Linked DNA regions of Mus musculus: region 1 is linked to region 2. Evidence: chromatin contacts called from public Hi-C data. All regions are on one chromosome and are shown on one strand. The core of a region is the stretch at or near the end of the contact, and the rest is flanking DNA. Distances in the headings are between cores, read along the strand shown. Region 1 has its middle 77 kb from the start of Gm34044. Region 2 has its middle 19 kb from the start of Gm40746.

Region 1 (6,952 bases), core at 1,026-3,525, 1.1 Mb before region 2:
AGAAAACTGTCACTCCTCAGCAAGAACCCATTTTGTCATGATAGAACTAGGGTTTGGTCTACTCTATCGGTTCTACAAACACATTGGCATGAGGGCTTCAGTTCAGGGACTGCACCCATCTCTCGGTTAACATGATCACAGTTTAGTCAGCAGGTGATCACAAGATATCTTGGAGGCCTAGGGATCTACATTTTGCAGACAACAATAACTCCATTTCTTACCTGGTTAGTTTGGAACCTGGCAGCATCCAGTCCTTTTCTGCTTACCATTCTCATAGAGGCTCAGGCAAGGGACCTGCATATGTTTCTTCTCCCAGGAGAACTTCCATGGACAAGAAAATGTACACCAGGGTTGGATAAAACTTAACAAATGCTGGGTGGAGGGGTTAAATGTTATTTTCTTTAAAAAATAATAATATACCTATTTTATTCTAATAGTTTTTGCCTTTAGGGAGTTTATATATAAACCCAGAGACTGCGAGGTGAAGACACATTTAAAAAAATTGATATGATCGTTGTATATTTACTTTTAAACCAGACAAGCATATAATCAAACCAAACCACAAACAAACAAACAAACAACCCAAATCAAGGCACTTCCCAGATGATTAAGTCAAGAGCAAAATGACCCGGCCCAAAGAATGAGGGCCTAGCATCAAAAAAGTGTCATGGATTAATTTTTACTGGAGTTCAATGTGCTATATGCCACTGCCAAGAGAAAAGAATCTTGCCTGGTCTCAGTTTTTTTCAGATTCTTTGACTCTAATAAGAATGAATATTAAACTAAATTGTTAGCAGCTGGTTGCCTATCTAAACCTAGCAAAGTTCCTGGGAGCTATTATAGAGGTTTTAGAAAGCTGACCTAGTGTGCCTCACACAGTTGTTGGAAAGAGTGGCCTCTTTTCCAGGTGCATTGTTACAGTCGTTCAAATTCACCATCAGAAAAGCAGGGGACATTTCTCCCCAACAGTGAAATCTGCTAAGGCAAGGTACACACCTTCCCTACATCTTGACTGTTCTCCACAGTTCTGCTAGAACTTTTGTGTAAACTTTTCCTTATCCTTGGCTACTTTTGTTATGGAAGCCTCTCTCCTGAAGAACGCCTGCATCTTTGAATAGGATCCTAGCCATGTCTCCCAGGAGCCTTTGCGGGATTTCTGCACTTGCCTGACACCATGTTTAAATGACACTTTCGTGGTTTGCAACAAAAAATAACAGGCCTTTTTCAGGAGATGAACAAAGAACAACAAATAAAGTCATATCGCCAAGCTTGGATAAATAAATACTAGGCAAATCTACAATTTAAAAATCTCTTGTAAGAACCAGGGGAGATTCTTAACATCTTTCTTATTTAGGCCTCCACAACCCCCCCTTTCCTTTGCAGGAAATAGTTTCATTTTTCTGCCAATAAATTGCTTTGTGATATATATTTTGAGATCAACTTAGCTTTTTCTGCTTTTTGGCCTATTAAACGGAAGGCTCGGGGGTTGGGGGGTGAATCAAACTTTACAACCTGGTATTTTCACATCTGGCAACTTTTCGTTTCCTGGATATGTTAGATAATTTACAAACTATGTGTTTTGATGCCTTGTCACTTAAAGTGTATTTAGGGAGGTTAAAAAAAAAAAGTCCCCCACTGAACAATCGGTTGAATATGCTGCAAACCATGCTTTATCTAAATACCCCCACAAAAATACCCCACACTGAGTATTTATAATTTTAGATGCCACACATAAAGTGTATACATGTTGCAGTAATTATATACATATTGAATGCGGTAAGGGAGAAAGATGGATATTATTGTAACTCTCATTCAGTCACTGATGAAAATTTTGTCAACCCAAAATGAAAATCTACAAAAATCCCTTGTTAAAAGCACCTTCACACTCGTATTGAAACTGTGTGTGTGTGTGTGTGTGTGTGTGTGTGTGTGTGTGTGTGTTTAATACGTCCACACACTATGAAATGTTTTTGGATCAAGTCTGAATACAATATATTTTAGGCTTTCTCTTCCTAAAAGGGTAATACAGAGCTTGTGAAAACGCAGGTCCATTTCTGAGTTAGTTGTTTACGAAAAAGCACATGCTAATGTAACAGTGTATATGGAATTAAAGAGAAAATGTCAAACACGCCGTGACATCCAAAATACATTCAGCTGCTGCCTTTTACTATGGGGACTTTCATTCTGCCGCGGACTGCCTCCAAGACCCAGTGGTTTTGTGTGTTGGGTTAAAAATAGCCTGCCAAGCCTGACAACTAGATTCTGATTGGCCCGAAAGGGAGGCCGTTCAGCCAATGAGAGCGTCTGGGAACAAAAGCAATTCTTTTGTGTGTATGTGTGTGAGAGAGAGATGCTCAACCCACGTCAAAACAGCTTCGGGCTGTAGAAATGATTTGGGTAGAGATTTAACAAGGTAATAATGCATTTCAGCCCTCTGAAAGGTTTGAAGCGGAACAAAGCGGGGGGTGGGGTGAGGGGAGCCGGGAAATCTACAAAAGAAATGGAGCCAGAGCTCAGCTTCTACCGATGAATCATATGGGTGTTCGTGCTACAAGCAATACTCGTTTTCCTTCCCCCCACCTCCCTGAGACCTTTACTTACTTTTCAGGCATTTTCTCCTCCCAAACAGACAAAAGCCATCAAAGGCTTTTTACTAATGTGCAAGTTTGTTGTTGTGATTCGCTGGCAAGGAGAAAGGGACAAAACCCAACTACAAAACTCATTTCATTAAATGTCACAAAAAGAAAACAAAGACCCATGAGTTGTACGCCGTGAGTAGTGAAGATCCTGAAACTTTGAGCTTTAGATTGTGGGTATCAAACACAGCCCACACTCTCAAAGACAGTTCCGGGTCGCTCTCCAGATATGGAAAACAAAGAGGGACTTGATTAGAGACAGCTCTGGGTGCTCAAGGCCTTGCGAGCATCGGGCCGCCAGGGGTCGCTGTTGCACAGTCGACGAATCTCTTCCGCGGCGCTTTCCTGTGTGTCTTTAAGGAAAGAAATAGGATTTGATAGGTACTTCTAGCTTAGGACTAAAAAGGGGTTTGGGGGGGGGGGGTGAGGGGGCGCTGTCGCCGTTTGAAATCCTTAAGTACGGCTTATGATCAACACTATGGGACAAAGCAACCGAAAACACAATTTACTATACAGGGAATTTAGTGCCACGGAGGACAAATGTTGCTGCAATAACTTGGTATTGTGACTTAAGAGAGCTTTTCCTAAACCACGTCGCGATTTTAAATTAGATGAAAAGAGTGAGCACACAACGCTGTTACGGATACCTTATTGTCTCCAATATGTATATGCGAGTGACCTGTGTAATGTACCCAGCCAGACGTGTTTTGGCAAAACAATTCAGATAATACGTGGCTTACATATTAACCACAGAGGAAAGTGTCAGTTCAACACACTGTTTTCCTCTTGAGCGTAGATTTCACGGTACAGGACACATAAGCAAAACTTAAGAAACCTTTACTCCTGGTGTGGGTGTGGCATCTAAAATAACCCCGCTTCTGAGTAAAAGAGGAACAAACGTTTATAGTCTAATTGGGCATGATAAACTAACAATGCCCAAACATTTTCTGTTTGAGAAAAAGCATAACATATTTATTTGTGAAGTATTGTTCCAAAGTACATATTGGAGCCAGTAATGGACTTTTTTCCCCTGTTCATATTCATCTAGCAAACATACAAAACTGGAAGCGTCCTGTGCCTTTCTTTTTCTATGACACTCAATTATAATGCGTTGTACACAGCATATAAGGAACTAAAAGGCAAAGAATAAAACCTACTGATTAACTATATTTCCAAACAGCTACATTCCCAGAAGACTGTGTGTATGCCTGCCTGCACGTATTCAGCATTCGACAGCTCCAAAAACAAGGTCTATTCCCTTAAGGACTGTCATGAGTTTTATGAAGTTTGCTCAATCATGTTGGCCTAACAGCAGCTAGAGAAACTGATCATTTAGCCAGTAGGTATAATTGTCGTAGAGAGCCCAAGAGACTTAATAGAAATAGCATGAGGTGGTGTCAGTGGAAGAGTGTTGGGCCACCGTATGTATACTGCCTTATTCCATGCATTGGCTGAGTTCCTTACTTGCTCAAACCCAGGCCTTGCAGCTGCCCCCCATGCCAGACCCATCCCATTGGCAAGCACCAATCCCTAATTTTACTAAAGATGCTCTGTTATGCTTCAGACAGGAGCATCTTGTCCTCTGAGAGGCTCCAACCAGCAGCTGATTGAGACAGTTTCAGACACCCACAGCCAAACAGTACATGGAGCTTGGGAACTCCTACGGGAGAATAGGAGGAAGGATTGCAGGCCAGAAGGGGATAAGGACCCCATAGGAAGACCAACAGAGTCAACTAACCTTTGGGGCTCTCAGAATCTGAACTACCAACCAAAGAACATACACAGGCTGGACCTAGGCCTTCCCGTACATATGTAGCAGATATGCAGCTTGGCCTTCATGTGAGTCCCAAATAACTGGAATGGAGGGATTGACGTGACTGCCCCAAAAGCTGATGCCTGTAGGTGGGATATGTTCTTCTAGTTGGGCTGCCTCCTCGTCTTGCCTCAGTGGGAAGAGAAGTGCCTAGCATGGAGGAGACTTGATGTCCCAGGGTGGGGTGTGTTCTCAGAGGGGCCCCTACCAGCTCAGATGAGAACGGGGGGGGGGGGGGAGGGAGAGTGGGGGAAGGGTTGCGGAAGGGGGTGACTGGGATGGAGGCTGTGAGCTAGACGTAAAGTGAATAAGTAAAAAAATAAAATTAAAGAGAGAGACAGAGACAGAGACAGAGAGATGAGAAAATGCAAGCAGTTGTTGCCCACACTGCTCCACCTCTATAGCCACCTTCATCATCTGCTTAGAGTCACACATGTTCTTTACAAGAAAGCAAACTTACTTTTTCTATACATGGCGTTCACTCCGATGAAGTCATTCCTAATCTCATTCCTAGTCACATCCATTAAATGAGTGTTTAAAGATTTCTTCCATTTCCTTCCTGCTTCCCTTCCATTTCCTTCCTGCTTCCCTTCCATTTCCTCTCTGCTTCCCTTCCATTTCCTCTCTGCTTCCCTTCCATTTCCATCCTGTTTTCCTTCAACATTCACTCTTTCCACTGCAGGAAGTAGCAGACTGTCTGTCATGTTCATTCCCCCAGACAGGAAGATGGAAGAGTAAGAGAATTCCTTAATCTTTGCTGTGCTATTTCTATTAAATCCCCTGGGCTCTCTATAATTATACCTACGTGCTGAATGATCAATTCCTCTAGCTGCTCCTCGCTGCTGTTAGGCCAACATGATTAAGCAAACTTCATAAAGCTCACAACAGTACTGAAGGGAATAGACTTCATTTTCTACTTATTGCATGGTGAAAATTACATAGGGGCATGCATTTCTGCGGTTGGTTTCCAGACCTCTAACAATAATTAAGGGGAAACACAGATGGACTCACAAAAGTCAAGGTGTATATTCTTCCCCTAGAGCAGAGGTTCTCAAAGAGCTGTAACCCATTTGAGGGTGGAATGACCCTTTCACAGGGCTCCCCTAAGACCATCAGAAAACACAGATATTTACATTATGATTCATAACAGTAGCAAAAACATGGTTATGAAGTAACAACAAAAATAATTTTATAGTTGGGGGTGGAGGAATCACTGAAACCCGAGGAACTATGTTAAAGGGCCACAGCATTTAGAAAGGTTGAGAACGGCTGCCCTAGAATCTCATTGGCTGTGAATTCCAAAGAAACAAAACCAGAACCCATGTCCCTTGAATGAATACAGGTGTGTCCGGAAGACTTCAGAGTTCACCAGTGGATTTTATAGGGGCCAGAGCGGTGAAAACTGGGTGCAGGCCCACGTGACCATTACCAGGTTCTTAGCCCTACAAAGGTTTCCCATCCCACGAGACTACACAAACACATGGAAGCTTCCAGACCTCACGGGAGCTCTTAGACGTCGAGGAAAATCAGATGTGACCACGTCATCTGGAAGATGACAACCTTTTTCCTGTTTTCAGAAAGATTTAAGAATCTCAATCTACAGGGCTATTTTGGGAAGGCTAGAGAAAACCGTGAGAATTGTCTGGAAATGCGTCATGGTGTTAAAAGTAGGTTTGTTTAAAAAAATAAAATAAAATAAATAATGTCTTGCATATCTGAGCTTTATGTGATACAAACAGAAATGCTTAATGTTTTCCATCCACACTCTGCATTATGGTACTTGATCTGCAGCACAGCCTATGTCGGAGTTAAGGCAAGTATTTACCACTTAGCATGAACAGCGTAAGTCGTCCTCATATTGTGCGATTCTTCATAACAGTCTGGGCTTTGTCATTGCTCAAGCTTCATTTCATAAACATTTTAAAGAGTTTGTAAACTTCACTTTGAGAGATTTGGCACAGATCAGCAAGGCTCTGTCTCCTTGGCCAAAACAAAATTGACACTCGAAATACTGTCCTGGGTAGTTTTGTTATAAAATTCCCCTCTTGTCAGATTACCTCGATCATCCATAGTTCTTGTTCATTCTGGAAACAACCTCCAGCTCTGGAAAGAATGTAGACTTGGAAGTAGATTTGGAGATTAGCTCTTGCATGAAGATTCTGAATTTTGCTAACTATAGAAGCCAGAGAGAAATGGGCATAGATAAGAATGTACTTGCCACCATAAACAGTGTCAAGCATGTGTGTAAGAGTCTACAAGCTCTGTCACGAAGACCCAAAGCCTGCTCATTCCACAAATAGCAGAGTTGTGTAATTATTTAATTTTATAAACTACATTAAAAAGATTGTAATTATAAAATTTATGGCTAGTAATCCAGTACACCTGGAAACACAACAAGAAGTATGTTTGTGTTTGTGTGTGTGTCTGTGTCTGTCTGTCTCTCTTTGTCTCTGTCTCTCTGTTTCTGTATCTCTCTGTCTCTCTCCGAGTGTATGTGTGTGTG
Region 2 (6,505 bases), core at 190-2,689:
TGCCATCTCAGCATGGGCTCTCTCCCCCTCCCTCTCTCCCTTCCTCCCTCCCTCTTCCCCTCCCTCCTCCCCTACTTCTTTCTCCTCATGACTCTGCTCCGCTTCTGTCTGTCTGTCTACATGTCCACTGTCTCCTCTCTCCCAGGTCCTCACTCCTCTCCCCTCCTCCAATAAGCCTCTTTTACACCAGATCTGTTATACTGTGTAATTTCACAGGGGTGGGGGGTACACTTTGGTTTCCTAACAATAACTAGGAAACAAAGAATATACAAGAAGACAAAGTAAACTCTGGTGGACTTTACCTGCCTAACTGTATTGATGAAAACATATTCTTTTGCCATAGAATATCACTATGTAGTCTGGGGGGGGGGGGTCCAACTCATGCTGCTCTCATCTCTGCCTCCCGAGAGCTGGGATTATAAGTTTGTACTGTTATGCTTCACAATAAGATAGTTTTAGTACCCACTATATTGCACAATAGATATTTCAATGACATGTATGTGTTAATCTAAACATTTTTACAGAGATTCAGTGTTTCCAGATAGAGAAACTACAAAGTAAAAGATATAGTGATATTTATCATTATTATGGAAAACAAATTGAATATAAAAATAATCATAGACACTGAGAAAGAAAAGGAATGAGAAAACTGGGGAAGAGAGGGTGCCAAGGTCATTGTCACAGCCTTGGGTGATATCATCTTATTTCTTGTATATATTTCTAAGGCAATTTTCCCTCCTTGTCACCTGTCTTAGTCAGGGGTTCTATTCCTGCACAAACATCATGACCAAGAAGCAAGTTGGGGAGGGAAGGGTTTATTCAGCTTACACTTCCATGCTGCTGTTCATCACCAAAGGAAGTCAGGACTGGAACTCAAGCAGGTCAGCAAGCAGGAGCTGATGCAGAAGCCATGGAGGGATGTTCCTTATTGGCTTGCTTCCCCTGGCTTGCTCAGCCTGCTCTCTTATCGAACCAAGACTACCAGCCCAGAGATGGTCCCACCCACAAGGGGCCTTTTCCCCTTGATCACTAATTGAGAAAATGCCTTACAGTTGGATCTCATGGAGGCATTTCCTCAACTGAAGCTCCTTTCTCTGTGGTAACTCCAGCTGTGTCAAGTTGACACAAAACTAGCCAGTACATCACCATACTATCAAGATACCACTGGCTATGATGACCCATTTGGAATTTGCTCCTTGACAGAAACACTTTTTTAGGCCAGTGGTTCTCAACCTTCCTAATTCTGTGACCCTCTAATACAGTGCTCATGTTGTGGTGACCAGCAGCCATACTACTTTTTCATAGCTACTGTTATGAATTGTAATATAAATACCTGATAGCTATGCAGTATATCTGCGTTGTGGCCCCTGTTGGGGTCAGGACCCACAGGTTGAGAACTGCTGCTTTAGAGAAACGCTATGGAATACGCCAGGAAAGCATCTTAGCTTCTGCTCACTTCCCTTATGATAAGAGGAAGAAGGTTTTGACGTGTTTGTCCTGTATAGAAACCTCTTAAAAATTGGGAAAAAGCTAATAGCATCTGAACCCAGAATCTTTAATAGATTTAAGTGAAGACCAAACATGTTCTTCTATTTCCAAATGTCTCCTCTAGAGCCTGACCTCATAATAATAACTATGAAAATTCTGTTTATAGATGCTTTCAACTGTATTTTTCGGGCTTTATATGTAAACCATCATTCTGGCTAGTTCCTAATTGCCTGAAAGGCTGTGACTTCCAGCCCCTACATTAAGGCAAGACCATGCTAACTCTCTTCACCACCCTGGGGAAACATGAAGTTTTGTTCTGGTTTCAGTCATAATTTTCTCAGTACATTTTCTAGTATGAAGCTTAAACAACGGAATTGAAAGCGTCTTTAGGGAGGGAATTTCATCATCTTCACAGGGTGGGGGGAGGGGATGAAGAGGAAACTGTGTGTCACGTCACAGATGTTACAAACGGGGAGCTGTGTTGAGGAACAGTGAACAGTTTATTCAAGCGCACCAGGTTTTAATCACTGAGCGAGCATACCAAAGAACTTGAAATTTACAGCCAACCAGAAACACCTATAAGACTTTTCTAAAAGTTGAAGACAATAAAAGCCCTTGGGTAATGGGGTGTTACTCCTTAGTAGCCTTAGGAAACAGTTGAATAGGACAGTTCCAAGAATTTGTAAATTGAGCTTACCAACCAGACATCCCTGGAGGATACCAGCCCACAACAGCCTGCAACTGGATGATGTAGGTTCGGCCAGCTCTGGGAATGTGGCCAGTGTTAAAAAAGGAGCTCAGGGGGACCAAATGGAGAATGTGGTAAGAGGACCCAGCAGCATATATTGTTTGTCTAGTTATCATCTTCTTGAAATGAAAATGGATTTTTTTTTTTTTTTTGCCAATGGAAACTGGAGAATAACCATTGCCATTTCTGCTACCTAGCCAGGTCTGAGATGACAGTGACTACCTCAGAGCCAGGAAGAAATGGCCACACATAAACCATGCAGGGCCAAAAGAAAACTCTTAGTGTAGTCACGATAAAACTGTGATCAAAGCACACAGCCGCAATCTTGAGACCTGGTAGAAACACTTCATTGCAGAAAACAAAAGGCCCCGATTGAAGGGCTAAAAGCAAAGAACTGGCCAAAAACAATAATTTCCTTCCAAAACAGAAATTCATTCTAATAAAACAGGGAGGAGGGGCAGGAGAAAAGAAAGACAGCTGCAAAAGAGAAATATAAAATGATTATATGTTGGGTCCGGAAGCCACCGTGGCGGCATTTTCTCATAAAATGATATTCTATTTCATCACCATATGCTTTAGGAAAATCCAATATGTTCCTGACAGACTTCTAACATTTTCCCCCAAGATGCTTAAAGCGTTAGAGAGTATGTCAGAGATACTTAGCACCCACTGCATTTGTGAATATTACACACCGGTAATTCTCTGGTTCATGAATTTTAATAATTGTTGGGAGCCGCCCCCACATTCGCCGTTGCAAGATGGCGCTGACATCCTGTGTTCTAAGTGGTAAACAAATAATCTGCGCATGTGCCAAGGGTATCTTATGACTACTTGTGCTCTGCCTTCCCCGTGACGTCAACTCGGCCGATGGGCTGCAGCCAATCAAGGAGTGACACGTCCGAGGCGAAGGAGAATGCTCCTTAAGAGGGACGGGGTTTCGTTCTCTCTCCTCTCTTGCTTGCTTTTCTCTCTCTCTTGCTTCTTGCTCTCTTGCTTCCTGCACCCTGGCTCCTGAAGATGTAAGAATAAAGCTTTGCCGCAGAAGATTCTGGTCTGTGGTGTTCTTCCTGGCCGGTCGTGAGAACGCGTCGAATAACAATTGGTGCCGAAACCCGGGACGAGAAAAAACTCCGGACTGGCGCAGGAGGGATACTTCATTCCAGAACCAGAACTGCGAATCAAGGTTATAAGGTTCCCGTAACACAGACTGTTGAGAAGGATTCAACTGCCGAATTCAGAACTCATCAGCTGGGGAACGACGGTGATAAAGGTTCCCGTAAAGCAGACTGTTGAGAAGGATTCAACTGCCGAATTCAGAACTCATCAGCTGGGGAACGGAAGTGAGAAATGGCTTTACCAGGTATGTTTGGCCTTGAACTTTTTCTAGTGTTAGGAGCCCTTTTGTTCCTTTTCACATGTTATATAGTGCTTAAGATAGGGCTGAAAATTCTAGAGGAAATTCAGGACAGTCTATCAGAAGTAAAGCGGGGAGAGAGAGTAGGAGCAAGGAGAAACGGTAAGTATACAGGCCTTTCCAAGGGTCTTGAACCCGAGGAAAAGTTAAGGTCAGGTAGGAATACCTGGGGAGAGATTAGAAGGAAGAAAAAGAAAAAAGAAAAGAAAAAAGATCGATTAGCGGAGGTCTCTAGGAGAAGGAGCCTGTGCTCTGAAGAAACAGACTGGGAGAAAAAAGCGGCTCATTATGAAAGAAAAGGATACCAGCCGCCAAGTAAAGTGCTAACTAGTCATTCAAGAAAAAAGCCAAAAGCGGCTGGCGAAGGCCAGTTTGCTAATTGGCCTCAGGGCAATCGGCTACCAGGTGCACTCCCGCCCTATGCGGAGTCCCCGCCCTGCGTAGTGCGTCAGCCCGTAGTGCGTCAGCAATGCGCAGAGAGGCAGTGCGCAGAAAGGCAGTGCGCAGACTCATTCATTCCCCGAGAGGAACAAAGGAAAATAGAACAGGCATTTCCAGTCTTTAAAGGAGCCGAGGGTGGGCGTGTCCACGCTCCGGTAGAATACGTACAGATTAAGGAAATTGCCGAGTCGGTTCGTAAATACGGAACCAATGCTAATTTTACCTTGGCGCAGTTAGACAGGCTCGCTGGCGTGGCACTGACTCCTGCCGACTGGCAAATGATTGCAAAAGTCGCTCTCCCTAGTATGGCCAAATATGTGGAATGGCGAGCTCTGTGGCAGGAGGCGGCACAGGCGCAGGCCCGAGCAAACGCTGCTGCTTTAACTCCAGAGCAGAGAGATTGGACTTTTGACTTGTTAACGGGTCAGAGAGCTTATTCTGCTGAACCTGATAAGAGGTATCAATGGAAGATCTTACCACAGGGAATGTCCAATAGTCCTATAATGTGCCAGCTTTATGTGCAAAAAGCTCTTTTGCCAATGAGGGAACAGTTCCCCTCTTTAATTTTGCTCCTTTACATGGATGACATCCTCCTGTGCCATAAAGACCTTACCATGCTACAAAAGGCATATCCTTTTCTACTTAAAACTTTAAGTCAGTGGGGTTTACAGATAGCCACAGAAAAGGTCCAAATTTCTGATACAGGACAATTCTTGGGCTCTGTGGTATCCCCAGATAAGATTGTGCCCCAAAAGGTAGAGATAAGAAGAGATCACCTCCATACCTTAAATGATTTTCAAAAGCTGTTGGGAGATATTAATTGGCTCAGACCCTTTTTAAAGATTCCTTCTGCTGAATTAAGGCCTTTGTTTAGTATTTTAGAAGGAGATCCTCATATCTCCTCCCCTAGGACTCTTACTCTAGCTGCTAACCAGGCCTTACAAAAGGTGGAAAAGGCCTTACAGAATGCACAATTACAACGTATTGAGGATTCGCAGCCTTTCAGTTTGTGTGTCTTTAAGACAGCACAATTGCCAACTGCAGTTTTGTGGCAGAATGGGCCATTGTTGTGGATCCATCCAAACGTATCCCCAGCTAAAATAATAGATTGGTATCCTGATGCAATTGCACAGCTTGCCCTTAAAGGCCTAAAAGCAGCAATCACCCACTTTGGGCAAAGTCCATATCTTTTAATTGTACCTTATACCGCTGCACAGGTTCAAACCTTGGCAGCCGCATCTAATGATTGGGCAGTTTTAGTTACCTCCTTTTCAGGAAAAATAGATAACCATTATCCAAAACATCCAATCTTACAGTTTGCCCAAAATCAATCTGTTGTGTTTCCACAAATAACAGTAAGCAACCCACTTAAAAATGGGATTGTGGTATATACTGATGGATCAAAAACTGGCATAGGTGCCTATGTGGCTAATGGTAAAGTGGTATCCAAACAATATAATGAAAATTCACCTCAAGTGGTAGAATGTTTAGTGGTCTTAGAAGTTTTAAAAACCTTTTTAAAACCCCTTAATATTGTGTCAGATTCCTGTTATGTGGTAAATGCAGTAAATCTTTTAGAAGTGGCTGGAGTGATTAAGCCTTCCAGTAGAGTTGCCAATATTTTTCAGCAGATACAATTAGTTTTGTTATCTAGAAGATCTCCTGTTTATATTACTCATGTTAGAGCCCATTCAGGCCTACCTGGCCCCATGGCTCTGGGAAATGATTTGGCAGATAAGGCCACTAAAGTGGTGGCTGCTGCCCTATCATCCCCGGTAGAGGCTGCAAGAAGTTTTCATAATAATTTTCATGTGACGGCTGAAACATTACGCAGTCGTTTCTCCTTGACAAGAAAAGAAGCCCGTGACATTGTTACTCAATGTCAAAGCTGCTGTGAGTTCTTGCCAGTTCCTCATGTGGGAATTAACCCACGCGGTATTCGACCTCTACAGGTCTGGCAAATGGATGTTACACATGTTTCTTCCTTTGGAAAACTTCAATATCTCCATGTGTCCATTGACACATGTTCTGGCATCATGTTTGCTTCTCCGTTAACCGGAGAAAAAGCCTCACATGTGATTCAACATTGCCTTGAGGCATGGAGTGCTTGGGGGAAACCCAGACTCCTTAAGACTGATAATGGACCAGCTTATACGTCTCAAAAATTCCAGCAGTTCTGCCGTCAGATGGACGTAACCCACCTGACTGGACTTCCATACAACCCTCAAGGACAGGGTATTGTTGAGCGTGCGCATCGCACCCTCAAAGCCTATCTTATAAAACAGAAGAGGGGAATTGAAGAGACTGTACCCCGAGCACCAAGAGTGTCGGTGTCTTTGGCACTCTTTACACTTAATTTTTTAAATATTGATGCTCATGGCCATACTGCGGCTGAACGTCATTGTTCAGAGCCA

The links. A called contact is a pair of places that touch in the nucleus more often than the background predicts.
Region 1: a contact with region 2 is called in a Hi-C map of bone marrow-derived macrophages, with 10 read pairs. The contact joins two enhancer-like sites. A contact is called at or near these places in 13 of 39 promoter capture datasets (the 3T3-L1 cell line, 3T3-L1-derived adipocytes, the C10 cell line and 9 more), 1 of 15 datasets of contacts at CTCF or cohesin (the NIH/3T3 cell line), 2 of 484 Hi-C or Micro-C datasets (bone marrow-derived macrophages and cumulus cells) and 4 of 115 datasets of contacts at active chromatin or transcription factors (the 230-238 cell line, double positive thymocytes, forebrain and 1 more).

What each region holds. Positions count from the first base shown.
Region 1 is chr10:97,309,129-97,316,080 of GRCm38.p6, reverse strand. No RefSeq gene overlaps it. Among named protein-coding and RNA genes, the nearest start is that of Gm34044, 77 kb to the right of the region's middle. Within about 2 kb of position 2,275, at least 387 of the 459 cell types and tissues checked have an H3K27ac peak or open chromatin away from gene starts, as enhancers often do. A contact at or near this core is called in bone marrow-derived macrophages, where this site is marked.
Region 2 is chr10:96,158,900-96,165,404 of GRCm38.p6, reverse strand. No RefSeq gene overlaps it. Among named protein-coding and RNA genes, the nearest start is that of Gm40746, 19 kb to the left of the region's middle. Within about 2 kb of position 1,439, at least 49 of the 459 cell types and tissues checked have an H3K27ac peak or open chromatin away from gene starts, as enhancers often do. A contact at or near this core is called in bone marrow-derived macrophages, where this site is marked.